Regions from separate parts of the Mus musculus genome. Here region 2 is linked to region 1. A link is a contact called in public Hi-C data. All regions are on one chromosome and are shown on one strand. Each heading gives the region's core, a stretch centred on a gene start, on an enhancer-like site or on the middle of the called end of the contact. The rest is flanking DNA. Distances are from core to core; before and after follow the strand shown.

Region 1 (4,282 bases), core at 88-2,587:
TCCATCCTACTTATAATGTTGTCTACAGTGCGAAAGCAATGTAGCCATATACTGCTTTCTACAGGGAACAATAACAAAGAAAAGAATCTGTACCTGTCATATGTATGCATGTATAGTAGATATATGCGAGCTATAGTATATATATATGCCTAGTTTTCAGACACAATATAAATAACATATGTCGGGGAACACTCTCCCAAAAGGGTACTTACTCTGGTTTTTATGCTCCGGTCAGTGCCAGCTTCCAGCAGGAGTTTGATACATTCCTTATTTCCATTTTTACAGGCCAAGTACAAAGGTGTCTGTCCTCCAGCAGCAGAGTGATTAATGTTGGCATTGTATGCAGTTAGTAATTCTATACATCTGTACATAGAATTATGATTAGTTACATACAGATGAGGCATCACCTGGAAAGGGCTCCCTGAGCAGGTATTAAATCCAGATAACATGCATGACCAAGCATTCATATTGACGTGTCAATTATTTCATTCAGACCTTCTGTACATTATTGGCTTGCTATCACTTTCATATGACTAAAAACTAAACTTTAGTCTCAAAATTTATGAAAACATAAAATTGTCCATTTACAAATGTTCAAACCTAGTTCAGGATCCTTCTTACCAACTTTTACAGGAGTTGTCCTTGGAACAGGTTTGATTTGTTAGGTTAAATGTTATACCGTACTTGGTATACATTACATAGTATTTGTGATTCAAAATGGTTTTTGCCTTGACAAAAAACAAACAAACAAAAAAAAAAAAACAAAAAAAAAAACAAAAAAAAAACCCCAAAAAAACACATGAGGCTGCTGAATCATTCTGTGATTTTTTTTTTTATTCACTCAAGAAAATGATTATAAATAGCATAGACAGCCGAGCACTGTGTGCTTCCTCTATAAAAAGGAGCAGGGGGCTGGGAAAAGGGCTGCCTTGAGAGAAGGATGGAAGAGGCTGTCTCTTTGGGTAGGAGCTGGCTTCTGAGGACACAGCTACACAGAAACACACTCAAGAAGAAAAGGAGGCCATGCTGCGACTGCGACTTTGTGATTAGTTCAACACAGAGATAGAATGTGGACAAAGTGAAGGATTTGCCTTTGGGGAGTTCATTTTTCTTTCAGCATTTGGCTTACATAAGTTATTACTTTTTTTTTTTTTAAGTAACACGCTGACATATCTGTGTGACGCAATCTTTAAATTTACTGATTCCTGAATTTCCACAGGGTTTTGTTTTTTTTTGTTTTTTTGTTTTTTTTTGTCCAAAGCTATCCATGCTTCTGTACTGTGACAGTGACATCCTCCAAGCACGGAGCTTACAGATGGCCTGGTAACATGAAGGTGACGGACACGGAAACCCAAGCCAGCAGGAGAGATCTGTTCAGTGGGACACAGAATATAACCAGAAGGTAACAGCAAAAAGTAGCTCTGATGTGAGTTCCCAAACTGAAGCCAGGCTGCTGAGACGCATGGCAGACACATACGAGCAATGACTCTAGACACTGAAGGCTGCCTCCGGAATACTGGAGAACACACTTAGAATTAACAGTGCTGATGTGAATTCTAAAAAGCTTTATTTTTAAGAATGGTATAGTTTGAGCTGGGGAAGTAGCTCAGCTGTTGAAGGCTAAGGCTTATAACCAAAATGTCATGGATGCTGTAATTTGTGCAAGACTATTTCTCTCTGGACAGATGGATCTGAAAGGTGGCTGCAGTATTTATTCCTCACAACCTGCCAGCTCAGCACACGCAGGACAGCAATTTGACAATATTCTATTATTAAAATGGGACTTTTAGTTTTTAAAAAGAAATCCCTGTATTTAATGACTTCGAAGCTCTTTAGAACTCATGGTTAAAGTTATGTGCATATTAATTAACAGGTTCCCTTTGTACATGAGCTACTTTCAGTTTGCAAAAGCTTTGCTTTGATTTTTCTCTTAATTGTGAATGAAGAAACAGGAGCATTTGGGACTATCAAATAACTTACCTTACTGTAGAATAACGGGATTTTAGTAAACAATATAATTCTACGTTCTACCTTTAATGTTAGCACTAACAAAAGCCTTTATAGAAAAGAGAAAGCAGACAAAGCTCTCAGCACACCTTACTTTGTTCTCCATTGCTATACTAATGTTGAGCTTTTCCAGAAGCAAGTTCATTGATGGATAGATCAGATTGTATACATCTATGTACAGATTATATACAGACTAGACATATACACACTTGCTTTAGATACAGCACTTAACTATTATTATGAGAACAAATCTAAGGTCCTTCTTTGCATTTGAACACTCAAATATGTTTGGTGGATTTCTCAATGACTATTAACCACTCATTTACATACTTAGCAGGAGTGAACTCTGTGCCAAATATTAAAAAGGGGTCCACTTCCATAGGAAAAGAAGAATGAAGAGCATCACTTACTCAAAATGTCCCTGAGCAGCTGCGACGCACAAGGGTGTGAAGCCATTTTTATCAGCAGCGTCGACTCGGGCTTCTGCATTCAGCAGCAATCGCACACAGTCTACAGGATTTTAACAGAAGGTCACTCAGTGCAATGATGAGCCAGGTTCCCTCTAAGCTGTGCAGAGAATCTAGCAGCAAAGGCTGACCTGACCGCTCTGTCCTGCTGGATGTGGCATGCCACAGACTTTCACATGGAGAGCCATCTCTTTTCCTGAAGACAGGATATCTCCACAGCCACCAAGACATGGTTTTAAAAAAATATTTCCAGTAGAGTTGTTGATGGGTTAAAAAAAGAATACCATGTACCGGAAAAATACTTTGCTAGGTTCTAGGCCTGATTTTCTTCAAAAGAATGTTTTGGGGCAGACAATCAGATCTGTTTACCAAACTGTATTTATATAGTTACATTCTTACTGAATGATTAATGCTAATCTAATCATCAAAGTACTTCTATGTGGGCCATCCTACACTTGGCTACTTGAAGATCAAGGAAAGCCCACAGAAAGCCACCTGAGACACAAACATCACTAACACAGAACTTTCATAAATAATACTGAATGATCTAAATTTAATTTCTCTACAGTGAAGAAAATTCCCCCAGTGCCTTTTGAATTCCAAAGTGCTTTACATGTACTGAGTCTCCTTAGCTCCGAGTCTATCTGATCCAAGCAGGAAATAGTCCACAGTGCACACACATAGTAGCTTAGAACATGTAGTCAAGCCATCTCTTTTTCTGTGTTACCACGTGTTTTAGTATAGTTAACTACAAGATTTGCATTTGAAAGAGTAAAAAGAATTATTAGTCTTTGCTGTCATAACATTTATAGTAAGTTTTCACTTCTCAAAAAAAAAACCAATCTAAATAACTATAAATTATTACAAGTCCACTCTTTCTAATTGGTAGAGCCTCACTGTGGCAGCCACTCAACACCTAAGCCTAAGAGCCTGGAAGACCTGCTTCTCCCACAGCAGGTATTCTTGCTACCAAGGAAATCAGGGTTACTCTGTGCTGACAAGAGTGACCTCGGATGGAGAGTTACATTTTAATGTGTGTTTAAAAATCTCTATATGGACAATACATTTTGTTGTACCTTTGTGAAAATTGATTCACCACTGGCTCTACATTTTACAGTAAGGGGCCATATAATTAGGTCCTTAAATATTCATAAGACTTTAAAACTTATTTTTAAAAAATCCCCATTCTGTTCCTCCTTAAAAAAAAAAAAAAAAGAAATCCAAGAGGACCCTTTGCTCACAGCAGTGATTTAAATCACCTTTGGTCATCCATACTTTTGCCAAGTATGTTAAGGTAAGACACTGTTGGTTTGTTTTTTTTGTTTTGTTTTGTTTTGGCTTTTTACCTGTATGTCCATTCTTAGCAGCAGAATACAAGGCAGAATGGCCATCTTCGCAGGAGTAATTTATGTCCAGTCCTTCTTCATTAAGCAGCATTGATAATAAAGTGACATTTCCCTGGGCAGCAGCTTGCTGAAGAAGGGTGGGCCTGCCAGCCAGGGGGGCAGGACCACCACTCATTAGCAAAGGGGTTAGGGAGGGTGACCAGCCTGTAGGTTAAAGTGACCCTAGTTAGTGAGCAGGAAGAAGAGACAGATACTACCATTCCTTTTTGAATCACACACACAGAGACATGAACATGTATCCCTAGAAGATTACATGGTTTCTAACACTATCAATCTGTTAATACTTTCTTAGCACAAACCCATACTGTTATTTTCAGACTTTCTATCTGGTGCTAATTAAATTAACCTTAATGAGGACATGTTATTTTTAGTTGTCAGTTTAGCACCAAAAAAAAAAAAAAA
Region 2 (4,156 bases), core at 1,329-3,828, 390 kb after region 1:
AGGAGTAAAACTTAAAAAGAAAAAAAAAAAACACGAGAGAAATAATAGCAGTTAGTGTGCTGAAGTTCTCCTCTAAATACTTTTGTTTTGTCAAGGAACAGGCAAAGAAGACAACTTGCTCTAAGAGTGATTTATGGCTGAAGGAGGTACGGATTAGAAAGCAGGTAGTTAAGAAAGTATGGAGCCAATCAGGTCAGACCCTTCGGATGAAGGGTATCAGCATCATTACACCTGAGTAACTACAGAAGGACAAAATGGTCATCAGGGCAGGAGACAGCAGACAGCAGTCATCATTGTCATCACTTTGAGCCGAATTCTCTTCAGCTGTGTGGGTGCAGGACCAGCAGGGAGTTGATTTAACTAGGTTGTATCTGACTAATCACAGAAGCAATCTCTACTCCCCACACCCTATTCACCCACTCATGGAAAAATCAGCTATCTCTTTCCTAGTATACAGGAAGGTGGAGATGTTGATGAATCTGACTTGGCTTTCCATAACTCCTGCAAAAGTTTTGTTGTGTGTTATTCCCTCTTCTCTTGGTTGTTCATTTTCATCATTACACAGTACTATTGTGCCCTGACTGCAATTTTCCAAGTAAACATAATGACAACCATGGATAGTGATATAATTAGCATCCTCACAATATCTTAACGATGTTAAGTATCATTATTGACACATTTATGTTTGGGACATTTAATATATACTGAATCTTTTCAACAATTTCTCTTTTAAAAGTTTAATTTTCAAATTTTTCTCTTTCCTATATGTGTGTGTCTGTATATGCCATCTAAGTGCGGTGTCCTTTGAGGCCATAAGAAAGCATTGGAATCCCTAGAGCTGGAGTTAAAGGAGGTTGAGAGTCACCCAGTGTGGGAGCCAGCAACCAAACGTGAGTCCTCTGATGTTGTGGTTTTAATGACAATGGTATCTCTTCCTGTATGCTAAGAAAGAGATAGCTGATTTTTCCATGAGTGGGTGAACAGGGCGTGGGGAGTAGAGATTGCTTTAATGAGACTGTTATGTTTGAATAATTGGAATAATCATCATCAGTTGCTGGAACTGTTTGGGAAGAATTGGAGGAGTGGTGCTGGTGGTGGGCATTCTCAGGTAGTGCTCTGTCTGTCTGTCCATCTGATGCTTGTGGATTAGGAGGTAAGCTCTCAGCTAATGTGCCAGTGCCATACCTACCTGCCTGCCTGCTGCCATGCTCCACACCATGGTGGGCATAAACTGGAGCCTGCTGGAATCATGAGCTCCAGCAAACATTTTCTTTTATAAGCTGCCTTGGCCTTGGTGTCTCTTCACAGCAACAGAGAAGTAGTTAGGACACCCAGAAGAGCAGCCTGTGCTCTTAACCTGCTGAACTGCCTCTCCAGCTCTGTTTCCCCACTTTAAAGGAATGAAAATAGAAGGTAAACCAAATTGCAAGCCCAATAAATGTGAAAGATGAACCCAACCTCATCTCTGTGTGCTATACAATGGTGCCCTACTTATTGCAACCTCCACTTCTCTCTCTCTCTCTCTCTCTCTCTCTCTCTCTCTCTCTCTCTCTCTCTCTCTCTCTCCCTCCCTCTCTCTCTCTCTCTCTCTCTCTCTCTCTCTCTCTCTCTCTCTCTCTCTCTCTCTGTGTGTGTGTCTTGGGTGGTAGAGGGTTCTTTATGTGATCTAGGCTGCTCCAAACTCTCAATCCTCCTGCATCAAGCTTTCAACTGCTGTGATTACAGGTGTTTACTACCATGCCCAGCTTTCTTGCCTTTGTTAAGGCTAAATCAAGTTTTTCTCGTTCTCATCCCAACTGTCACATATATTCAAGTGTTGTGTAAGCTTGCCCCAAACCTTCATCCAAAGCATCTTTTCTGTCTGTCTCCTTTCAAACAACAGGTCTTACCTTGAAATCTTGAGATAGAAGCTTTATCTATCACAGTCCAGTCCTAACTTGTTCCAAATGCTGACCTTTTAGTAATATTCTCCAGCCCATGTATTCTAGGCTATTTTGCAGCATTTCAGACTTCTACCTACAGACTCTAATAGCACTTTTCATCCAGCTCTGATAAAGATAAATGTACTTGCCAAGTGTACTTTTGGAGGTAAAGTTGTTCATATTTGAGAAACTATAGATTGGGAATAACATTAGACAAGACTTTGTGTTAGTTGTATTTTAATGCTTTACATTTCAGATTCTCACTTCATCTGTAATACTAAAATTCTGCTGCTTGTGGGTGCAAAAGATTGAACTTAAGGTCCCACACATTCTAACAGGCTCTACCGCGGGATTATAGCCTCTGTTTTATAATATGTTTAAGGAAAAGGACAAACTCTTCTGAGAGCCTCTTAGCATCACCAGCATAGTTTCAGATAATCAAAACTCTGTCAGTATGCTTTAAAATGAAGAAGTGACCTGTGGTGGCTATTACATTCTATTACAGTGTCTTATCATTGGTGACAGAGACCATGAAATAGTCCTCTTTGGAACTTCAGCATGTGGGAAAAAATACATACTACGTGCTCAGTGTGTGGCTTTAAAACTCTTCCTGGAGGAATTTCTGAAATTGGCTTTTAACTGTGGCCTCTATTCACATCACAGCCCTGCCACCTAGTGGCCAATTACCCAGATTTAACTACAATACCTCGGATGAAAGGTGCGAATACTGACTTGTTTATCAAAGAACTGAAGTGTAAAAGTATATTCAGCTTCATTAGGTAAGGAGATTCTAAGCCATACATAGAAAACATTTTACAACAATGAGAATGTTCAAACTTTTAATGTTTCGCTAAGCTGATTGAAATGAATGCCTATAGATAAGACGTTCGTCATTCCAATGTGTTCTCAGTATGTGACATATGCATCTTTATTCCAAGCAGTGTCTTTGCTCATTAAGATCAAGCATTGTTGCTTTTCCCTCATCTTCAATAAAGTCCTTCCAAGATATAGAACTCTGTGAAATAGGAAGATACATTGTTCATGTAGCATAAAAAATTGACTGGACCAAAGTTGATTGACTGTTTGGAGTGAAATTATCAGTTTTGATCGATTAGTGTGCTTGTAGCAATGACTGAATTAATCCATCAGTTCAACTAAGTAGGTTAATAGAAATGCTGTAATAACAAAAATATAAGCTGTGAGGAAGCACTTTCACTTTCATTGTTGATTAAATGAAACTCAGTAACGAAAACTCAATGTTTTCATCACTTGGAATTATATATGCTCAAGTGACTCATTTATTACTTACAATGCTAAAATACTAATATAAAAATTAATAATAATGCAGTGACTATCACGCGCAGGATAGGGGAAATGAATGACAGGGAGCTGAGAAGTAAGAGTACATTTTAATTTTAACTTCAGGAGTTAGGATTTGATACATCATAAATCTGTTACTAATCCATATTTATGAGTTACAAAATGTATTTTGCCTTAGCAGGAAGGCATAACCAAGTGTCTCTAAAACATGGTGCATTGTTCTGTCACTTGTCTGTGGTTTTTGGAGGGTATTAATATACTTTGATGCCAAATATAACAGATGTATGAACTCACACATCGATCTTCCTAATATTAGCTCTGGATGCATCGGTTATGTGAAAGAGGCTTACTTGTTTCTGATACTTCACACTTTCCTGATGACAGGAATGACCCCATTTTTCTTTTCCTCTCTGCTATTTAAGACATCTGAAGAAAGCAAAAGAGATTATTTAAATCAGGTCCTACTTACATACATGCAGAAATTGAGATTTTGGAAAAACTTGGCAAAAAAATCCAAGATAAATGAAACTAGTGGTTATAGATGGTTCCAGAACTCACATCTGCTGAAAGAGTAACTCTCAGAGGATCAGCCTTGAGGCTGCTCTGTAGCTTCACACCTGAGAGTGCATATACCACCCAAGCACAAGAGATGTGAGAGCCAAGCTCATGGTGCTTTATGTCCCTGGACACTTCCGTAAGCATTAGGAGTTCCAACTTCACCAAGTCACTTTGAATCCATGCATTGTCATGTTTCCTACTGAGAGGACAACATAAAACCCCATTTGTCTCCATTTAAGGACCAGAACTGATTTCAAAGAAAGTCTGTAAGGCACCAGCTCCAGGGACAGACCATAAGTCCTAGAAACTAGGCCATAAGACACCAGCTCCAGGGAAAGACCATAAAATCCAGAAAG

Evidence for each region. A called contact is a pair of places that touch in the nucleus more often than the background predicts.
Region 2: a Hi-C map of cortical neurons shows a contact between it and region 1, with 3 times the contacts expected there. The contact joins two enhancer-like sites. A contact is called at or near these places in 15 of 39 promoter capture datasets (the 3T3-L1 cell line, 3T3-L1-derived adipocytes, the HPC-7 cell line and 9 more), 4 of 484 Hi-C or Micro-C datasets (cortical neurons, embryonic stem cells, hematopoietic stem cells and 1 more), 2 of 115 datasets of contacts at active chromatin or transcription factors (VIP interneurons and embryonic basal ganglia) and 1 of 9 other capture datasets (pancreatic islet).

Annotation. Positions count from the first base shown.
Region 1 is chr6:18,423,619-18,427,900 of GRCm38.p6, forward strand. Cttnbp2 (cortactin binding protein 2) reads right to left here. Exons shown (of 23, transcript NM_080285.2): 5 at 3,821-4,024; 6 at 2,418-2,517; 7 at 213-363. Among named protein-coding and RNA genes, the nearest start is that of Gm40356, 9.7 kb to the right of the region's middle. Within about 2 kb of position 1,338, at least 14 of the 459 cell types and tissues checked have an H3K27ac peak or open chromatin away from gene starts, as enhancers often do. A contact at or near this core is called in cortical neurons, where this site is marked.
Region 2 is chr6:18,816,968-18,821,123 of GRCm38.p6, forward strand. No RefSeq gene overlaps it. Among named protein-coding and RNA genes, the nearest start is that of Lsm8, 30 kb to the right of the region's middle. Within about 2 kb of position 2,579, at least 7 of the 459 cell types and tissues checked have an H3K27ac peak or open chromatin away from gene starts, as enhancers often do. A contact at or near this core is called in cortical neurons, where this site is marked.